2 separate regions of the Neogale vison genome follow, and region 2 is linked to region 1. A link is a contact called in public Hi-C data. All regions are on one chromosome and are shown on one strand. Each heading gives the region's core, a stretch centred on a gene start, on an enhancer-like site or on the middle of the called end of the contact. The rest is flanking DNA. Distances are from core to core; before and after follow the strand shown. Region 1 holds the start of MTOR (serine/threonine-protein kinase mTOR). Region 2 holds the start of LOC122899453 (F-box only protein 6-like).

Region 1 (5,851 bases), core at 1,662-4,161:
AATTCCTGATATTATAAGTGCTCAATAAATATTCTCTATTATTTAACATAAGAAAGTTCTTTGTAAACTGAAAAGAGACCTATAAATGCATTGATTACTATTGCTACAAAAACATCTTTGATCATTAATTAGAAAACGGGGCCTGGGGCAACAGGGTGGCTCAGTCAGATAAGTGTCTGCTGTCAGCTCAGGTCATGATCCCAGGATCTTGGAATTGAGCCCAGCATTGGGCTCCCTGCTCCACAGGGAGTCTGCTTCTCCCTCTCTCTCTGCCTCCTGCTCCCCTTGCTTGTGCAACCCCCCTCTGTCAAATAAATAAATAAAATTAAAAAAAAAAAGAGGGGAGCCTGGGTGGCTCAGTGGGTTAAGCCGCTGCCTTCGGCTCAGGTCATGATCTCAGAGTCCTGGGATCGAGTCCCGCATCGGGCTCTCTGCTCAGCAGGGAGCCTGCTTCCCGCTCTCTCTCTCTGCCTGCCTCTCTGTCTACTTGTGATTTCTCTCTGTCAAATAAATAAATAAAATCTTTTAAAAAAAAAAAAAAGAAAACAGGGTCTTATATCTCAGGGCGATAAAAATATTATATATTGCCTGTGGAAATGAAAATTAGTACCTCCTTTATAGAGATCAAGTTGATGTTGTCCATCAACTACATATGCATTTATCCTGACCCTGTATTTCCATTTCTGAATGTTTATTTGGTGTAGCTGCCAGGGGAAAAAATTACATATGTACAAAGACATTCACTGCTACATCATTAATGACAGCAAGAATTTGGAAACAAAAGTGTCCATCAACAGAGGACTGGAAAAATAAATTATGGTACATCCATGTGATGGGATTCTATGCAGCTATAACAACAACAAAAGAATAAGCTAGCTTTCTATATATTAAGAAAGATCTCCAAGATCTACCAAAAATTTTTAAAAGATGTTATTTATTTATTCATTTTAGAGAGAGAGAATGTGGGGTGGGGGGAGTAGAGGGAGAGGGACCGGCAGACTCCATGTTGAGCACTGAGCCCTGCTTGAAACTTGATCCCATGATGCCAAGACCCCCAAGACCGTGACCTGAGCACAAATCAAGAGTAGGATGCTCAACGAACTGAGCTACCCAGGCGCCCCAAGATCTACTAAAATTTTTTAAAGTCCAAAACAGTGTAGGTGGTAATGCAAGGGGAACATAAGTATATGCATTTATACTTGCTTATATTTACATAGAGAAACTCTAGGGATACATAAGAACTAAGAAAATAGTGAGAGGCCAGGAGTGGAGTGAGACCTTTCATGATAAATATTATTTATTTTGGATTTGAACAGGGAACACATTATGTATTTTCAAATGTTTGATGATTAAATATAGAGATGTTGAACACAAGTGGAAAATATGAAATTCAGAGGGACAATTATTTCAGAGAATAAGTAGTACAATGAAAAGATTCTAAACCTAAAGTAGTAACCTTAAATTAAATTTTAAAAAGAATCTGCCAAAGCATTTTTTTTAAAAGATTTTATTTATTTGACAGAGAGAGACATAGTGAGAGAGGGAACACAGGCAGGGGAGTGGGAGAGGGAGAAACAGACTTCCTGCTGAGCAGGGAGCCCAATGTGGGGCTTGATCCCAGGATCCAGGGATCATGACCTGAGCCGAAGGCAAACTCTTAACGACTGAGCCACCCAGGCACCCCTGCCAAAACATTTTGTTAGCCACAGAGTATTGCCAAACCTTTTTAATTTGGCACTTTAGAACTTCTGGAAACTTACATATCTTCAACAGATACTTCTTTGTATTACACAAGTAGCTGATGGTAACATATAAAGGGAAAAGTATGCCTTCTCCGTATAGTATTACGTCTTAGCTGTATATTCCCTTCTGCGAATATAGACACCTAAGGAATATATAAATGTTTTATAAAGGGGTGTATTATACTAATATTGTTGTATAACTTGTATTTTTTTTTAACAAATCGTGAACCCTTTTCCTTCTCAGCAAATATTAATCTACATTACCATGATTAATGGCTCCATAGGTTTTCCTTAAGATGAATGCATTATATTTTATTTAATCAGACCCCTTTTGGAAGCCATTGAGGAATTTGTTATTTTAATAACCGTGGCAAAAGAGAGAGAGAGAGAGATGTCAAATTCCATTTTTGCTATTGTTTGAAAGAATGTTTTTATTTTATTTTATTTTTTAAGTAAGCTTTACTAGCTCTAGCCCAAGGATTGAACTGAGCACCAGAAATCAGGAGTCCCATGCTCCACCAACTGACTCAGCCAGGTGTCCCTGGAAGGATGATTTTAAGTGATGCTATTTGGAAATTATTTATTTGGGAGAAGGTCATTTAGCTAAAACTTGGTTATGGTCTCCCGCGAAAGATCTTGTGAACTAGGTAATTTTGGAAAACCGGGAAATTCTAACTAAAAACGGTTTAAGATGCATACTGCATTTAACAAAAAAGAGAAATCGCGGGGGCAAGAGTAGCACCAGTCGGAAAGTTCTAGGTCTGTGCTCCGGTAATCGCTCACGCTCGGGTTAAAGCGGGCAGGACGCACAGCCTCTGAGTCCCAGTCCACGGCACCCACGCCGCGGGCTACACGCCGCCACAACGTAGATGCAGAGGGGACTAATAGTAGCGATGCACCGGATGTGCGCGTGGAAGTGATTGAAATCAACTCAAGACCCATTGGTTCTCCCGTATTGACGTAAGCCTCCTTTCGCTGGCCACTGGCCGCGTGGTTTGTCTATTTGAACAGTCCCCGCCCCCTAAAGAAGCCGGGTCCCTAAACCTCACTTCTCCTTCATTTCTATTGGTCTGCATTCCAGTCCATCTTCTTCTTAAGCCTGCCGATTGGTCCTCTGATCTGGGGACTCGCCCTCCCTCCCGCCCGGTTTAGAGGACAGCAGGGAAGGCGGGTGGTGGGGCCGGGGGCCTGAAGCGGCGATACCCTCGCTGGTGGCGGCAGCTGAGGCCTTAGCCGAGGCCGCGCGGTGAGTCTGGGGCCTGGCAACGACCCCTCCAAGGCGGAGGAGTGTCCAGACCCAGGGTCAGCCTGGTCCGTGGTGGGGGTGAGGGGAGCGGGAAGTCGCCCGTCTGGGACGTGGGGTCCTCTCCGTACCGGCCCCACGGGCTTGGGCGCTGTCAGAGCCCTTGACCCCCGCCCGGCGAGGCAGCACCCACCTCCTCCCGGATCCCCAGGAGACCCCCGGGCCTTTCAGACAGCCGTGCGTCCCTGGCGCCGCGAAGGCCGGCCCATCAGCCCCGGTACTGCCGGGGCGCCTTTGGGTCTCCATGCCCCGCAGTCGCCCGCCCCTTCTTCCTCGCCACCTGCAGACTGACCTCAGAGAGGGGCAGTGTCGGTGTGTGCCCCTCGGTCTGCCCCCTGCGGACCTCTCAAGGACCCAGTCCCCGGAGCTGAGCTGGGTTCCATCCTTGGGTTTCATCCTCTCTGCCCTCCCCGCCCCCATCCCCAGTTTCAGCCACCCCAACTTTAACTTCACAAGCCCTCACCAAGCCCTCACTAAGACTCTTGGGATATTTGACTTCCAGTACCTTCATTGATTTGTACCTGGAGCAGGTGGGCCTGTGGGTCTCAGACCCTGTGAAGAAGATGCTCTAGTTCTTTCCTGAGAAAGAGAATTCCCCGCCAGCCTCCCTCCCCGTCATCACCCCATAGTCAGTTTTCTCATAAGGGATCCTTGAGCTTCCTCTCCCCTGAAGGATGACATTTCCTTCTGCAGTCTTCTTCTTGGCATTGGAGCATTTAATAGCTTTACAAAACCAGTTACAACCTGGTGTCTTCTTTTTCCCCCCTCTGCATCTCACAAATACTCTCAAAAATAAGAATTTTGACAATTTGATTTTCTTTTTTTTTTTTTTTTAAGATTTATTTATTTATTTATTTATTTGACAGAGAAAGAGAGAGATCACAGGTAGGCAGAGAGAGAGAGGGGGAAGCAGGCTCCCTGCTGAGCAGAGAGCATGATGCTTGGGCTCGATCCCAGGACCCTGAGATCATGACCTGAGCTGAAGGCAGAGGCTTAACCCACTGAGCCACCCAGGCACCCCGACAATTTGATTTTCTAATAGAATCCGGACATTTCTAGGTTAGGTATATATGTTACTCCCATGACAGTCTGAGCTGAGCCCTATTTTGGCCACTTTCCCCCTAGATTGTAGCTCACTGACGGAAGGGATAGTCCCTAATTGAGGAATGAATGTGTGATCTCAGGAACTAGTCAGTCTCTTAGCTCAAGTACTACAGTTCCAAGTACTCCTATTTTATGGAACTGCCCTGTCCAGCACAATCACCACCAGCCGCAGTGGCTTAGAGCGCTTGAAACGTGACGAGTTGTGCTCGCTTCGGCAGCACATATACTAAAAATTGGAATGAAACGTGACGAGTCCACATGGAGATTGCCACGTGGGCAGTAGATTTTGGAGACTTAGGACAAAAAGAAAATGGAAACTGTATCAATACTTCTTATGTTGATGACATGCTGAAATGATACTTTGGATGTATTGGGTTTTTAAAAAAAATGTATTAATGTCTCCTGTTTCTTTTTACCTTTTTTGATACGGCTACCAGGGAATGTCAATGACACTTGTGGCTTGTATTGTATTTCTACTGGCCGGTGCTGCTACAGGATAATCAATGTCCCTCTTTGAATTGAACACCTTGAGGGGGCGCCTGGGTGGCTCAATGGGTTAAAGCCTCTGCCTTTGGCTCAGGTCATGATCCCAGGGTCCTGGGATTGAGCCCTGCATCAGGCTCTTTGCTCAGCAGGGAGCCTGTTTCCTCCTCTCTCTCTCTGCCTGCCTCTCCGCCTACTTGTGATCTCTGTCTGTCAAATAAATAAATAAAATCTTAAAAAAAAAAAAAAGAGTAAATTGAACGCCTTGAGGAAAGGAACAGTCTTAGGCTTGTTTTATTCTCTCTTTACTTCCCCATCTCTAGTGCCTGGCACTGGGCCGTGTCAGTAGTAGTCATAGTGATAATAATAGCTAACAATTACTAAGCACTCACTGTGTGCCTGGCACTGTTCGAAGCACTTGTTAACATTTATTAACTCGTTTAACCGTCACATCAACACTATGAGTTTGGTAATGTTACCCTGCTGCAGGTGAGGAAACTGGGATATTTTAAGTATTTTCCTCAAGAATATAATTTTGATATGATTTTTTTAGGTTTTGTTTATTTATTAGAGAGAGAGCACAAGAGGAGGCATGGGGGCAGGCAGAGGGAGAGGGAGAAGCAGACTTCCCCCTGAGCAAGGAGCCTGATGCGGGGGCTCGATCCCAGGACCCTGGGATCATGACCTGAGCCAAAGGCACATGCTTCCCCGACTGGGCCTCCCAGGCGCCCTGTAATTTTGGACTGGATTTGAACCTAGGTAGTCTGGCTCCACAGCCCACAGTTTTACCTTGTCTGCTACGCCACCTGTTTTTTGTTTTTTGTTTTTTTTTTTTTAAGATCTTATTTATTTATTTGACAGAGAGAGAGAGATCAGAAGTAGGCGGAGAGGCAGGCAGAGAGAGAGAAAGGGTGAAGCAGGCTCCCTGCCAAGCAGAGAGCCCAATGTGGGGCTGGATCCCAGGACCCTGAGATCATGACCTGAGCCCAAGGCAGAGGCTTCACCCACTGAGCCACCCAGGCACCCTACGCTGCCTGTTTAAATGCCAGTCACTGTTGACTAAATCAGGGCTTTCTGTATATTCCTCGGTGAGGTCTCCCAACCTTTTTAGGATCCCCTTCCTGACCTGGGAGGGGTGGAGACCTGTACTGAGGAACCCCGTCCGTAAAGAAATAAATTCATCACCCATGGTTTGTGATGCAGAGCATTCAAGGAAGTT
Region 2 (5,851 bases), core at 1,415-3,914, 320 kb before region 1:
GCTGGCGGGCGGGCGCGTGCGTGAACACCTCCAGCAGAATGTTCTCGGGCAGCTCGTTGATGCTGACCAGGGCCATGGCTGGTGGGAAAGGCGGGGAGGCGGGGGAGGCAGGGGTTGCCCACAGGCCTGTAGGGGGCAACAGTGTTTATGAGCCCTGACCAAGGAGGTGGACCCCTCAGATTTCCAGGGACCTGGGCCAGGGGCTCTTCATCCTTTTTCTTTTGTGAAACAAAAGGGGTCAGGCCTTCTCCTGGGTACGCAGTGGGCCGTCAGAATACGGAGCACTCACACACGTTACACACATTTGAAAGAGTGTAATAAAAATATTAACAAAGACTTCAGGGGCTGATATTTAAAGAGGCCCTCTCCTGACCCCCACCCTCTGCACCCATTCCTCCCCTATCCCCCCCCCGCCCTGTTAAAAAAATAATTGCTTTATTTTAAGTTGCTGGGCCCAGTGAACTGGCAGACCTTGCCAAGGCCATGCCACTGTCTGCAAGCTCTGCAGAAGTTTGTGGTCAGGTGATTTCAGTGCTGGGAAGTCACTGTTCGTCTGTGGGTGTAAGAAAGATTTCACGTTCTGTGTCACAGCTTCATTAAGGGGTGGGGCTAGTTGCTAAAACCAACTTCTCCTCCCCAAATTGCTCACGTTGACCTGGAAGCCAGATGTGATAAGACACCGCAGCGAGGAGGACCTGCCTCTCCATCCTGGTTGGGGCATCAGGCCAGAGCCCATTTTGACATGCTCAGACTGCAAAGCTGATTGAGGGACCCTGAGCAAGACTGCCCGGGGGTTCAATCCTGGCCTGCAGTGGCTAGCTGGAGAGTCCTAAGAGGAGCGAATGACTGTCCCAGCCTCAGCAGGGCCGGAAGGTCTGAGTTAGTACAAGGCAAGCCTTTAGCACCAGGCGGACATCATTACTTCCCTATCGTTAGAGCAAAAACGCTCGTCAGTAATAGTCAGCGGCTCCCAAGAACACCTTCCTCCCTCTACACCTGAATGGCACAAGGGCTTTGGAAAATTTTACAGTGCCACTACCCCGGCCTGAATCTTGCCTGGCTGTTCAGATCTCTAAGGGGACCCCCCCCCACACCCCAGGGTGGGGGTGGGGTCGGGCAGGGAAGGCCAGCCCCTGTCACTCAGATGGACCTTATCCGCTCACAGGTGGGAGAGGGAGGGATTATTCTCCTCCCACAGGTGAAGTCTCTGAGGAGGCTTCTCATTTTTCATAGAGACTTGGCCAAAGAATCCACAGACTTCTCAAAGCTACCATCCCAGCAAAAACAAGAGCAGACGCACAGCGTCTCCTGTGGCTCCCGCCCAGACAGGAACATGTCAGCACGGCAGAGAACAATAAATAAGGTACTTGTACCTTGTGCAAAAAATGCTATGACGGGAAAAACTCTATGTGGCTAGGTCTTCTGCTTTTTCAGAAGGAACTCTACATAAGCAGTTTCGAACATATGAAACCTGTCGGTTTTTAAATGTTGGCAACTTCTAAAAGCACCGTCTAGGGCAAATAAAAGTCGCTGGGTGGGAGTCAGAGGCGACTTAGGTACGAAGAACTCCTCACCCAGGCGTCCAGAGTCTGGTCTCTGGCCCTGGTCGCACGTTATTCGTCGCACCCCCTCCCCTAGTTTCTGGCGTTCGTGGGTCTAGGGCGAGGCCTGACTGCGCACGAATGGGGCATGGGGTGAGGTTCCCCCACCCCCCGGGGGGTGTCCCTGTGCTTCCCACGTGCCCGGCCCGAGTTGTGACCTTCTCAACGACCCCTGTAAGCACGGTTACTAAGCCCGTTTCTCAAAAGCAGAAGCTGAGGCTTGGGAAAGTCTGGCCCGTCCCAGGACCGGCGGGCGTGCGTGTGCCGGAAGGTCCCAGATCGGCCCTGGGCTGGGGCGCCACCAGCGAGCTGTGGTCAGGGTGTCGCTCCCAGGCAGCACTTCCCGAAGTCTGAGCCAGGGCCCGGCTGCGCGGGATCTGGTCTCGCGCGTACCGCGCGCCACCCGGGCCCCTACCCCGCGGCCCCGGAGGCCCGAGGTGGACAGCGCCACCGGCTCAGTTAACGCCCCGCCCCCCGTCCGCCACCCCCGCCTTCGGGTGTAGGACACCCAGCCCTTCCCCCGCCTGTCTCCCCCTGCGCCCGTTCCCCAAGCTGGGCCGCGACCTGGACGCGGGGCGGGACGCCCGGCGGGACCGGACCTCCGCGTCGGTCTGGAGCCTCCGGCCTCCGCGGCGCTGTCCACTGTCGCCCCGCCCCGCCCCGTGTCACGCGCGCGCTCGGACCGCCCCCTCGGGCACCGGGGCCGCGCCCACCGCTTCGCCCCGCCCCGCCTTCTCCCCGCCCACTGCCTTCTCCCCACCCACCGCCTTCTCCCCGCCCACCGCCTTCTCCCCGCCCACCGCCTTCCCCAAGCCCGCAGCCCGCTCCTACAGCAGCTACCTGGCGGCGATCTTGGGGTACGCAGTGCCGGGGGTCGCGCGACGACCTCCCCCAACCTCGCAGCCTCAACCTGTGTTCTCCTCCAGGTAATCGGCGGCTCAGCAGTAGGGTCCCACCGCTTCCCTTTGCTTTCCGGGAAGAGAGGGCTTTCATCGAACCTAGTCGCCACCTCTGCGCAGGCCACTCTGAGGCCGCTTCACCAGTTCGCTCCACTGTAGGGAGGGAGGCGGGACTCTCCCCGGAAGGAGATTGTTGACACTCTAGAGGGCTGGAGCAGGACTTATACCTTCACTAGGGTTCGGCCTCAGGGAAACCTCAGTTTACTCAAAGGAAAAATCTCCGCATTTTTGTCATTAATTCCTTAACTCCTTCAACAGGTAATCATCAAGCACCTACTTAAGGCAACCAAAAACGGTTGTGCAGGTTGTGCACTGCGCAGAGGTGCCCGGCTCAGGCCACCTTTTTAACTCGTCAGGGCTGCGTGTCCCCCAAAGGTGTCTTCTGCTAACTTACATATAGCTAGTAAGTGGTGTCCCTGCCAAGGCTGAGGCCCTAATCCAGCTGACTATTGAGATAATTAAACAGTACGTTGAGCACATACTGTGTGCCATACACCGTTCTAAATGCTTTGGCTTCACTTAATGTCAGTAAAGCTCTTGGCAGAGTAAGTAAGATACCAGTGAGCAGTGAGCCTGCGACGGCACACCCAGCATGAGGTGTATCTCAGATATCCACTGCTCCCCGCTCACCCCAGCTTTGTGGCGGGGCCTCTGGAGAAAGCTAGCAGTACTGGAGGGCTGCTGGGGTGAGATGTTGGCAGCTCATTAAGGAGTCTGTATGAGGGTCCTGCCATAGTCTGGCTCCTGAAGTGTCAGTCATTCCCTGCACCTTGAACAGAAGCCACACAGGCTCACCTTCTGCAGGTCCAGGTTAGGACCTCCCATTAAATTTGCCTTTCCTACCAGAAACCACAGGACAAAGGCCGGAAATACCTTTTATTTAGCTGCATGCAGCAGGGGCAGAACCCGAGCACTGCTGTCCTTCCAGCAGGAGGGAGAGGCAGGAGTAAGGTTGGGCAGGGTGGGGAGGTGCAAGGAAAGGCAGTTCCAAGGGTAGGTTAGGACATTCCAAGCCCTGGGGAAGCTGGTCTAGGCATAGAGGCGGACAGGTGGTCCTTGAAAACCACCACTCACCTCATCCCAGGGCTTATGTGCCCCAGCTCTCAGATTCAGGGTCTGATGCACTCCTCCCCTGCCCTGGGTTACCAGGCACAGAATTCCAGGGGTCTTTTGAAGATCCTACCCCCACCTGATGCCCATCTGACTTCTGGGCTTCATTGACAGTGAGGCCTGTCCAGACTTGACCTGGCCCCCACTCCATCTTGGCCCTGTCCCTCTCCGACTAGACCTGAGCCTCTGGGTCAAAGTCACGTCTCTGGGCAGGCAGGCAAAGAGTTTGGGAGTGGCAGGATGAAGCAGAGGACAGGCCAGCACAGCCCCCCTTCCACTCCCAGATCTGGCTGAGCTACATGGTCACCTCCCAGCATCTGCACTAGCCAGAGCAGCCACAGGCTGGCCAGATGTCCAGATTGTCCCTGCTCCGAGGGCCCCCAATGGAGACAGGGAGGAAGGACCCAGGAGGGGAAGGTAGAGACACACATCTAGGTTGGCATCTGAGCTTGTAGACCACTCTTGGAGGAGCCTGGGAGAACACCTTGCACCTCCCCAACCTCAGGGGCCCCATCTCTTAAAGGGCCTGACACCCGGCCTCCCCTGACGTCATTCAGGTTGAGACTTTGGGCCTAGAGCACTGCCCCCACCCCAGCTTGTGAGGGCCGCACAAACTGAGAGGCTCCACAAAATAGGCAACTGAGGGGCAAGGATGAACTAGGAGGTCTGGGGGAGCCTGGTCCCCCTCCCCTTCCCTAACCCAGCCCTTCTCTGACAGCAGTCAGGGTTTGGCGGATCAGGGCTTGGGGGGTGTCAAGGCAGGGGAGGTCCGATGGTGATGCTGCTGTTGGTGACCCTCGGGCCGTACCAGCCGGCCCAGTAGTGAGTGTCCACGCCGCCGTGCTGAAACCAGATGTAGCGGACGCCGGGTGGGTAGTTGGAGAACGTGTGAGAGACCTGGGTGGGGGACAGGTGGAAAGAGGGAGACAGGTCAAGAACAAGGAAGGGGGGGCACCTGGGTGGCTCAGCGGGTTAAAGCCTCTACCTTCGGCTCAGGTCATGATCCCAGGGTCCTGGGATCGAGCCCCACATCGGGCTCTCTGCTCAGCAGGGAGCCTGCTTCCTCCTCTCTCTGCCTGCCTCTCTGCCTACTTGTGATCTCTGTCTGTCAAATAAATAAATAAAATCTTAAAAAAAAAAAAAAAAAGAATAAGGAAGGGGCCGAGGTCTTAGTGGTGGACCAAGAGTCTGCAGAACTCAGTGCTAGCTCTAATTCTGTGATTTGGGGCAGGCCACTTCCCCTCTCTGCCTCAGTTTCCTCATCTGTAAAATGGGGAAAAATCCTCTCGGGTCCACTCCACAGGATTACCCAAGGGCAACTCAAAGGAACTGAAGGGAACGGAAGGAAAGTCTGTAGACTGCCAAAAGATGTCCACTATGGTCATCCCTGGGCACGTGTGGCTATTTAAGCTGAAATTCATGAAAATTAGATAAAATTAAAAATTTAGTTCCTCAGTCACAGCAGAATCTGGCTCTGAGGAAGCGCTCCATGGTCACACGTGGTTATACCATACCATACAGGTGCAGACACAGACCATTTCTATGGCTGCAGAAAATTCTACTGGACAGTACTGGCAAACTGTGGCCCAGGGGCCCACTGCCCTTTTGTAGAATTTTTTAAATAAAGTTTTATTGGAACACAACCATGTCCATAAAGCTGCTTTCACCACGCAGTGGGAGAGTTGAAGAGCTTAGTAGTTGGGACAGGGACAACTTGGCCTGCAAAGCCCAAAATATTTGTATTTGGCCTGATAAGGAAATATTTGGTGTCCCTGGTGTAGATAGTAGTAATAACTGATATTAATAACTAATAACAGTCAACCTTTTTGAACATGGCTTTACCAGCATCATTTCAGACCCTGAGCGACCAAGGCCCAGGTGAGAAACAGCAGAGCTGGGATCTGAACCCAAGCCTGTTTGACTGCAGTCTCCACCTTGGGCGATGTACCACCTGCCCTCTTTCTCGCCCACACACCTCCCTCCACTTGGCATCGCTCTTCTGCTGGATCGTTGCCGGATCTGGCTGGAAGGTCCCCAGGGGTGCGTGTGCTGACGACAGGAGCTGAACACACAGCTGGTACTTGGACCCGCAGTCTGGCCTGGCTGCGAACCTGCGGGCAGAGGGAGGGCCCATCAGGGCCTTGGAGATGGGGGGCAGGGTGGGGGTGGGGCGCCTGAGTG

Evidence for each region. A called contact is a pair of places that touch in the nucleus more often than the background predicts.
Region 2: a Hi-C map of muscle shows a contact between it and region 1, with 5 times the contacts expected there. The contact joins the promoter of LOC122899453 here to the promoter of MTOR in region 1. A contact is called at or near these places in 2 of 3 Hi-C or Micro-C datasets (fibroblasts and muscle).

What each region holds. Positions count from the first base shown.
Region 1 is chr2:8,208,708-8,214,558 of ASM_NN_V1, reverse strand. MTOR (serine/threonine-protein kinase mTOR) reads left to right here and starts at 2,911. Exons shown (of 58, transcript XM_044237143.1): 1 at 2,911-2,988.
Region 2 is chr2:8,525,898-8,531,748 of ASM_NN_V1, reverse strand. It overlaps LOC122899453 (F-box only protein 6-like), which reads right to left and starts at 2,664. Exons shown (of 6, transcript XM_044237155.1): 1 at 2,442-2,664; 2 at 1-126. The coding sequence starts at 76. It overlaps FBXO44 (F-box only protein 44), which reads right to left. Exons shown (of 5, transcript XM_044237152.1): 4 at 5,646-5,781; 5 at 3,422-4,567. The coding sequence ends at 4,407.